Regions from separate parts of the Mus musculus genome. Here regions 1 and 3 are each linked to region 2. The links are chromatin contacts, called in public HiChIP or PLAC-seq maps. All regions are on one chromosome and are shown on one strand. The core of a region is the stretch at or near the end of the contact, and the rest is flanking DNA. Distances in the headings are between cores, read along the strand shown. Region 1 holds the start of 1700001O22Rik (RIKEN cDNA 1700001O22 gene). Region 2 holds the start of Trub2 (TruB pseudouridine (psi) synthase family member 2). Region 3 holds the start of Spaca9 (sperm acrosome associated 9).

The links. HiChIP or PLAC-seq counts read pairs in DNA pulled down with a chosen protein or histone mark.
Region 1: a contact with region 2 is called in an HNF4G HiChIP or PLAC-seq map of pancreatic cancer cells. The contact joins the promoter of 1700001O22Rik here to the promoter of Trub2 in region 2. A contact is called at or near these places in 1 of 39 promoter capture datasets (pre-B cells), 1 of 115 datasets of contacts at active chromatin or transcription factors (pancreatic cancer cells) and 1 of 9 other capture datasets (liver).
Region 3: a contact with region 2 is called in a FOXA1 HiChIP or PLAC-seq map of pancreatic cancer cells. The contact joins the promoter of Spaca9 here to the promoter of Trub2 in region 2. A contact is called at or near these places in 1 of 39 promoter capture datasets (hippocampal neurons), 1 of 115 datasets of contacts at active chromatin or transcription factors (pancreatic cancer cells) and 2 of 9 other capture datasets (adipose tissue and liver).

Annotation. Positions count from the first base shown.
Region 1 is chr2:30,800,412-30,803,111 of GRCm38.p6, reverse strand. 1700001O22Rik (RIKEN cDNA 1700001O22 gene) reads left to right here and starts at 1,375. Exons shown (of 7, transcript NM_198000.3): 1 at 1,375-1,972; 2 at 2,111-2,198; 3 at 2,296-2,388. The coding sequence starts at 1,555.
Region 2 is chr2:29,786,365-29,789,064 of GRCm38.p6, reverse strand. It overlaps Trub2 (TruB pseudouridine (psi) synthase family member 2), which reads left to right and starts at 1,394. Exons shown (of 8, transcript NM_145520.5): 1 at 1,394-1,562; 2 at 2,458-2,589. The coding sequence starts at 1,454. Coq4 (coenzyme Q4) reads right to left here and starts at 1,572. Exons shown (of 7, transcript NM_178693.5): 1 at 708-1,572; 2 at 497-628. The coding sequence starts at 780.
Region 3 is chr2:28,698,221-28,700,920 of GRCm38.p6, reverse strand. It overlaps Spaca9 (sperm acrosome associated 9), which reads left to right and starts at 1,270. Exons shown (of 5, transcript NM_027283.1): 1 at 1,270-1,339. Ak8 (adenylate kinase 8) reads right to left here and starts at 760. Exons shown (of 13, transcript NM_001033874.2): 1 at 647-760. The coding sequence starts at 730.

The sequences.
Region 1 (2,700 bases), core at 126-2,625, 1.0 Mb before region 2:
AGAGGCAGGGGAATGATGGATTGTGCCTTGTAGGGAGACTTCCCCAAAAGGAATTAATTGAACAAAGAGTCAGATGCAGGCTTTGTCCTAGTCTTTAGGGGAAAGCTCTCTGGTTGCCCAGATCTCAAGACTATTAAGGATTGGAGCAGAAACAAAACGCTAAGTCAGTGGTTCTCAGCCTCCCTATGCACGCTCCCTCATGCTGTGTTGACCCCAAATATATAACTATTTCCATTGCAACCTCTAACTGTAACTGTAATGTTGCTACTGTTGTGAATTGTAATGTAAATATCTGTGTTTTCTGATGGTCTTAGGTGACCCCTGTGAAAAGGCCGTTGTGACCCTCACAAGGGTCACAACCCACAGGTTGAGAAACACTGTTCTAAATCATATTTTTTAGACAGGATTTCATTTAGCCCACGCTGACCTTGAAGTTGGTATATAGCCAAGCACAACCTTGAATTGTTTATTTTGAGACAGGTTCTCTCTCTCTCTCTCTCTCTCTCTCTCTCTCTCTTGTTTTGGTTTTTGTTTTGTTTTGTTTTTGAGGCAGGGTTTCTCTGTGTAACCCTGGCTGTCCTGGAACTCACTCTGTAGACCAGGCTGGCCTTGAACTCAGAAATCCGCCTACCTCTGCCTCCCAAGTGCTGGGGTTAAAGGTGTGTGCCACCATTGCCCTGTGTTTGAGACAGGTTCTTACTATGTAGCTCTGGCTGGCCTGGAATTCATATGTAGACCAGGGTAGCCACAAACTGAGAGAGATGCCTGCCTCTGCCTCCCAAGTGCTAGAGCTAAAGCTGTGCACTACCACACTTAATAGCCTTGAGGTTTTTTGTTTTGTTTTGTTTTTCAAGACAAGGTTTCTCTGTTTAGTCCTGAAACTCACTTTGTAGACCAGGCTGGCCTCGAACTCTGAGATCCACCAGCTTCAGCCTCCTGAGTGCTGGGATTAAAAGCATGTGCCACCACTTCCTGACAATAGCCTTAATTTAAAAAAAAAAAATATGAGTATGAGTGTTTTGCCTCCATGGCAGTGCATTTTGTGCGTGCCTGGTGACCTTGAGGCTAGAAGAGTGGCGGATAACTTTGGCACTGGAGGCTGTGAGTTGTTCTGTATATACGGTATGGGAATCTAAGTCCGGTCCTCTCGCTGATCTGTTTCTCTAGCCTATGCAACTGCCTCCCAAGTGCTGAAATCACAGGCATGGGCCGCCACGCTCAGTTTCTTGCACATTCTAGACAAACCCTCTCCCAAGTGTGCTAAGTGATAGGAAAGGCGGTCTTAGGCCAGCAGGTGCAGAGAGCTCTGCACTGTGCCAGGCGCTCCGCGTGCTCTAGCTCATGTCAACGTCACAGCCGCCCCAAAGGGCTGGCGTTCCCGCCCTCACCGCCTTTGCGCCGGGACACAGCAGGCTAGGGTCCTGCCGGAGTCGGCTTCTGCTGCCCCTTCCCGGCGCTATGGACTGCGGGCTGGAATACGACCTTCCTGCGGCCCCGCTCGCCCCTGCGCGTCCCCCGGGCGCGAAGGTGTCCTGAGCCGAGCTCTGACTCAGGATGTTCCGGCGCCAGTCCATGGAGGGGACCCCGGCCTACAAGCCCAAGGGATATCCCGACGGGACCACCCAGCGCCGCCCTGTTAAGCGGCTGCCGATGCTGCTGCCAATGCTCGAAGGCCGTGTGGGGCGAGATGTAGACGGCGCGTGGCGGCGGGACCGCAAGTCCCAGCGCCTGCCTTGCGGGTCCCCCGAGTCCCCGAACGCTCGGCGAGACCGTGGGACCGCGCGCGCACTGCTACTGCCGTCGCTGCAGCCGAGCAGCTCGGCCCGGGAGGCGGGAACTCGGGGGAACCGGCAGCCTGCAGCCCGCGACAACCCTGACTCCCTGGGCACGCTGCTGGGGAAGCTGCTGCCCAACAAGTTCCGCCACTTCCTGCACCACCTGAGCGCCGAGAGCGCAGACCCAGAGGCGGACCGTGAGGCCGGGGGGATGGGGTGGGGAGTGGGTGTGTGTGCGCGGAGTCTGGGGTTCCCAAGCGAGGACTGTCTCCATCTCAACGGGCTCTCCTCCTCCCCCTTCTCCTTTCCTTCCTCCTCCTGTTGTCCCCACCCAGCACCCTCAGCGCCACATAACCCTAGGAGTACATCAAATCACTGCCTAGCTTCTCGGTCTTCCAGCTGCTTATTCCTCCCAGACCTGTGGTAAGCGGAGGGGACCCTCTTGATGAAGGAGGGGTTGCCTTGAGTGCTACCAAGGTGGGCCTCTGCTCACATCAGCTGTGACTTCTTTCTCTTTGAGGGACAAACCATTGCACTGGGACAACAATTTTAAAGAGAAGACTACCCTGGGGCTCCCAAGAGGTGAACTTGCCAGAGCCAAAAAGGCCCATCCGTGAGTAGTAGCTGTTGTGAGTACACACGTGCTATAATTTTGTAGCGTTGACTCTCTCCTCCCACCATCACGTGGGCTTGGGGGATGGAAAGGAGGTCATAGGCTTGCCTAACAATCACTTCTATCATTTCCCCAAGCCATGAGTTCTGGGAATGGGAACAGGAAGGCATTCGTTCGCTCCCTTGTTTCCAGACATTTAGTAATGGATTTACCGTGTATCTATCGATCCACTCACCTATCCATCCTTTCACGCACCTAACCCCTTACTCACAAACCAGGTCTTCTATAAGCTATTGTGAATCTCCATCCACC
Region 2 (2,700 bases), core at 145-2,644:
AATCCCAGCACTTGGGAGGCAGAGGCAGGCGGATTTCTGAGTTCGAGGTCAGCCTGGTTTACAGAATGAGTTCCAGGACAGCCAGGGCTACACAGAGAAACCCTGTCTTGAAAAAACCAAAGCCAAACAAACAAAAAGAAGCTGATCTTGAACTGTTTCAGCAAAGAAAATCCTGAAGATCATGGCCCTTACCAAGTTTACTTACTACCCAGTGAGAATGCTGTAATTTGGTGTGTACCTGGTCATTCAGCCCAGAGATTAATATGCTAGGGTGACACTCTTCCAAGAATTACAAAAAGGCAGACTTGTAGACTTCACGTTTCTTTCTTCCTCTCCTCCCTGTGCCCAGAAGACCCAAAACAGTTCTAGCTAGAATCAGGCACCTGATTATCATAAACGATCCTGGGAAATATGATAGGCGCAGCCAGGTTTGGATGCCCACAAACCAAGTCTTCACCGGTCCCAGCTTTCGAGACCGAAGAGTAAACCGTCTTACCGTGGCGATAGGGGTTGTAGAGAGCCATTCCCGCCGCGCCCGCAGCCAGCAGCATCTTTTGCAGCGGGGTGGTTGGGATGTGGTCCGGGTACAGCAGGCGGGCGCCATGGCTCCCGGCCCTGAGGGGTACATCTGCGAGCAGAAAAGAGGTAAAGGTGAGAGGAGTCCGGTCCCTCTGGTCGCCGCGGACACTGGAATCAGAGCTGCTCACCTACAGCTGGCCGCGTACGGGGCCGAAGACTGCGGTGGAGGCGCAGGGAGCGAAGCAGCAGCAGGGTCGCCATGGCAGCGGACGTCCGCGTGGTTAGGCGGGGCTCCGCAGGTACTACGGAGGCCCGAGAAGTCAAAAGACTCCTGGGACACTGCACTCACTGTGGCTTTTTGATCGGAGATGTTGTAATATGGACAGGAGCATGAGAAGGAAAGCCACAAGATCTGTTTGCCACTGAAGTAAAACAACTGCTGTGAGCCAGGCGTTATTTATAACGTAGGCCTGTCAACCCAGCATTTGAAACCTGGAGGCCGTAGGATCAGTTCGAGATCCTTCTTGGCTATTTCTTAAGTACGAAGGCAGTACTAGAGACCTTGTCTCAAAAACCAAGCCTGATGTGAATTACTCGTCACTCCAGATCTTGGAAAAGTGGAGACAGAAAAGTAATGAATTCTCGGCAACTTAGCAAGTTTGAGGGCAGCCTGGGATATATGAGAAACAAACAAACAAAAAACTCCTGAAAAGAATTCAAAAATAACATAACCGAGAATTCGGTTGCTCGATATCCGGCCCTATTTTCTTCTCCATCTCTTATTTCCCCCCCGGAGGGCAATAAGAAAAGAACCTCTTCCTGCCAAGGAAACAAGGCGGCTACCTACAGTAGGGACCACATTTGGGAAAGGACCACGCAGCACTTCCGCCCGCATCCCCGCTTCTGGATGATGTTGAACCGCTGAGTTCCAGCCATGGGTTCTTCTGGCCTAGCTCGGCTGCAGGGGCTCTTCGCTGTCTATAAACCTCCGGGGCTGAAGTGGCTGCACTTGCGTGAGACCGTGGAGTTGCAACTGCTTAAAGGTGAGAACTCCGACGCGGACCCACGGTTTTGCTTTAGTTCTTTCTGATGTGGAGTGAGGTCACGTGGTTCGTTTGCCGGGTTGTAGCTGTTTCTTGTTTGTTTGTTTTTTTTCTCTTGTACACATTTCGTTACTACCCACTCTCCGCTATTTTCCTTTAGAGAAATTCATTCTATAGTGTTGGGTTTTTTTTCGCGGTTTCTGTTACAGAGTTAGAATTTGAACTTTTTTTTTTTTTTTTTTTTTTTTTGCCTTTTGAGACAGGGTCTTTTCTAATTAATCCGACCTTGAAATCAGTGAGGCACTGAGAATTCTGACTCTCCTGACTCCACCTGCCAGATGCTGGGATCACAAGCGTGACCACCACCCCGACCCTCAAACACCAATTTTTTTCTTTGCCTTTTTTTCCTTTCTTTTATTTTCTTAAAAACTGTCATGTAGCCTCAAATTTGCTATGTAAGATGAAGATAACCTTGAACTTTTGACTGTCCTGCCTTCACTACCCAAGGTCTTAGACTACATCTGTGTAGTACCACCTCCCATTAGGGTGCTGGGGATGGAACCCGGGGCGTCTTGCGTATTGTGCAAACACTCCATGAATTGAGCTACACTTCCAACCTAGGATTTTTGTTTTGTTTGTTTGTTCTTCACTTTTTAGAGAATGGTTTCTCTGTATACCCCTGGCTGCCCTGGAAATAACTCTGTAGATCAGTCAGGCCTTGAATTCAGAGATAGGCCCGCCTCTTGCCTCCCCAGTGCTGGAATTAATGATACCTGGCTTCTGAAGGAGTCATAGTACGTTTTCTACGATACACAAATCCATCTTCTATGCTACCATCTCTCTACCCCTTCTCTTGCGGGTTGGAAAAGTACTGACTGTGTTCTTTTGTGCTTAGGTCTCAATGCCCAGCAGCCTCCTGCTCCTGATCAGCGTGTTCGCTTCTTGCTAGGCCCTGTGGAAGGCAGTGAAGAGAAGAAGTTGACTCTCAGAGCCACCAATGTACCCTCCCTCACCACCCACAGACTTGGTAAGGCAGAGTCAGACAGGACCCTGGCCGTGATGTTAGAGGAAATCCCTGGCCTGAGTTAGATTTCTAGCCCAGGGTTTGGCAAACTTCCCTAGAGAGGGAAGATTTTAA
Region 3 (2,700 bases), core at 21-2,520, 1.1 Mb after region 2:
GATGCCATCTAAAACTTATACGGTCCCCTACTTGTCCTAACAGGGTCAAAGACACCCTCATGAGACAAAACACATGTGTCTTTTGCCTGACGGCTGAGACAATCGGTTTGGTCCTGGGAACTGGAATTTCCCAGGAACCTCATGCCAGGAGAAGGAAAAGGCTGGCACCAGCCAGAGGGGCGGGTCTCCTGGGAAGTTTTCCTCCAACTTGTCAGACCACCTTGCAGGAGGGAGTGGAACGGAGACAGATATGGGTCAGTGAGGTGCGGGATCACACTAGACTTGTGTGGACCCCAAAACTAGCCCCGGGAAGCAGGTCACTGAACTTCTTGAACGTGTTCCTCCTTCCATTGTGGTCACAGGAAATAAGCCTTTCTCTGACTTTTTCTTTTTTTCTGTTGCTTATCTCTTTAACTGGTCTTGGAGTGAGGTGGGTGAGCCTAGCTTGTTAGGGCTTCCAAGGCCCAGCTTAGGTAAGACTCAGGGCTCAGGAACCGGCTGAGGTTTCCCATACAATGCCAGAAGAGGCCCTGGAGACTACTGCGCCATTTCACAGGTGGGGAAACTGAGGAAAGGGATTTCCCCCCAGACCATGCTGCCGGCCCGGCCCGGTAGCCGTATTCCCTATCCTCGGGCGCCTGATCACCTGCATCATCTCGAAAATGTAGTAGTCTTCCCCGTACTGAGGCATTTCCGGGGGAATGCGATGAGGGGCTGTGGTTGCATCCATGTTTCCGACAGCGCTCCGCTCCTTAGTAACGGCGTTGCTGGGACGCCAAGCTATGCGTCATCGGTGAGCGCCTCAGCTGGGGCGAGTCCTGGTCCCGGATTCCATCCACCGAGGTCCTGATCTGCAGTCGGCTCTCCCTCCCCAGGGCCACAAAGCAAACCCCAGAACGCCTGTGGAGCTACAGAGCAATGGGGGATCGGATGACAGAATAAATCCTGCTTCTGGTGTAGCCAACTGTGCGGATCTGGGCGCTGGAAGCTGACCCTGCTCCCTGGATCTCAGTTTCCCCATCTTTAAATGAAAGACGCTGGGGCAGACGTGGGACCGGTTTCTACAGGAGGAAAAGTCATATGCGCCCAGATCATATGGGGGTGGGGGTGGGGGGAAACTGGGCGGGTCTCCTGGTTTGGGCGGCCGGCCGAGTCATGTGACCGGGTTGCCATAGCACCTGTGGTCACAATCGGCCAAGCCTGCCTGGCCTCTATGGCCTCGACCCCGCCCACGCCCATTTCCTGAGGGGCCTTCCCGCCCTCGGGGCCGCACACCCACGGAGGCACTGCAAGCTTCTGGGCACTCTGTGAGGCGAAGGCCAGTCCAAGTCAAACCAGGGTAAAGGGGGATGGAGCGCCGGCGACGAGCTGGGTCGAAAACACTATGGGAGTGGGGGAGAAAGAGGTGGAGGTGTCCTGGCCTAGGGGGAGGAAAGCTGCGTGTAGCTGTGGAAGAGGCAAGGGTGGCATCGTGGAGGAAGGACTCTGTGTAGTAACCCAGAGGGAGGTACACACAGCCTACGATGATAGCCACAAGTCCAACTCTAGATGTTGTAAATTTGACAGATTTACAGTGAGCCTAAGTTTCTACCCTGAGCAGTGGGGAACACTCAGGCATTCCTCCCACAACTACCCTGAAGTCCCCGACAGTGACTGGCCTATAGGGAGTGGACAGTGTGGGTACATAGTGATATCTCACTTAATCTTTAGACTAATCTTAATCTCACCTCACTTTGGACAACAATCGTTCCTGTCTCACAAGTTTTATCTTTATGTATTAATGTGTATAAGGGTGGGACAGAGGAAGAGCAGAGGCTGGGAAAGGGACTTTGGAACCCTGGAGCCAGAGTTGCAAGCAGTGAGCCAATAGATCTAGGTGCTGAGAACTAAACCCAGGCCCTCTGGAAGAGCAGCAAGTGCTGGGGACCGAGTCACTCCTGCTCCTGTAGCTCACCTGTTTGCATGGGTCAAGCTGGAGGAGCTCTCAGGGGCTCCGGGGGCCACAGCACCAGGCAGTGTCAAGTCAGATGAAAACCTTCTGCTCCGAAGACAGACAAGACACTGCAGAATAAGACAGGCCAGAGGAGTTAGCTGGTGGCTTTGGGCAAGTCATTTCCTCTTTCTGGATTTCTTCCCTCGACAGCTGCTGGGCACAGAGAGGAAGTTTCAATAGCTTGAAGAGTTTCTATCCAATCCCCCACCTTTTACAGAAACAGAGGCTAAGGCCTAGCAAAGGGGAAAAGTCTTGCCCAGGGGCTGAGAATGAAATCAGAGGGAGCCTCAAGGCTGAGAGCTAGCGTTCTGACCTGGGATAATGACACCTGCCCATGTAAAGCCACAGCGCAGCCCTCTGTCCCCGAGACCTGCTTCCTCAAAGGCCTCAGGCCTCGGTAGACTTGTCAGCTGGGGAAGCAAAGATGAGGCCTCCCCAACAAAGAAAGCAGCAGCCACACTGCAGCTTGCACTGGGGGGGGGGGGGTTCAGTGTGCTTCCTGGACATTTTTGAAGTGGCTTTCGTCTCCGCTCATTTATTTTAAGCCCTAGGCGCTTTTCATACTGCGATCTAATCTTCTTTAGCAGCCTGGAAAAATACAAATCAATTAAAGCCTCAAACCTATGGGGTAATCACCTTTCCCTCCCTTCTCCCCCAGAGAGAGCAGCGCCTGCATCCAGGCCTTTCATCCACTCTAATTTGGCTGC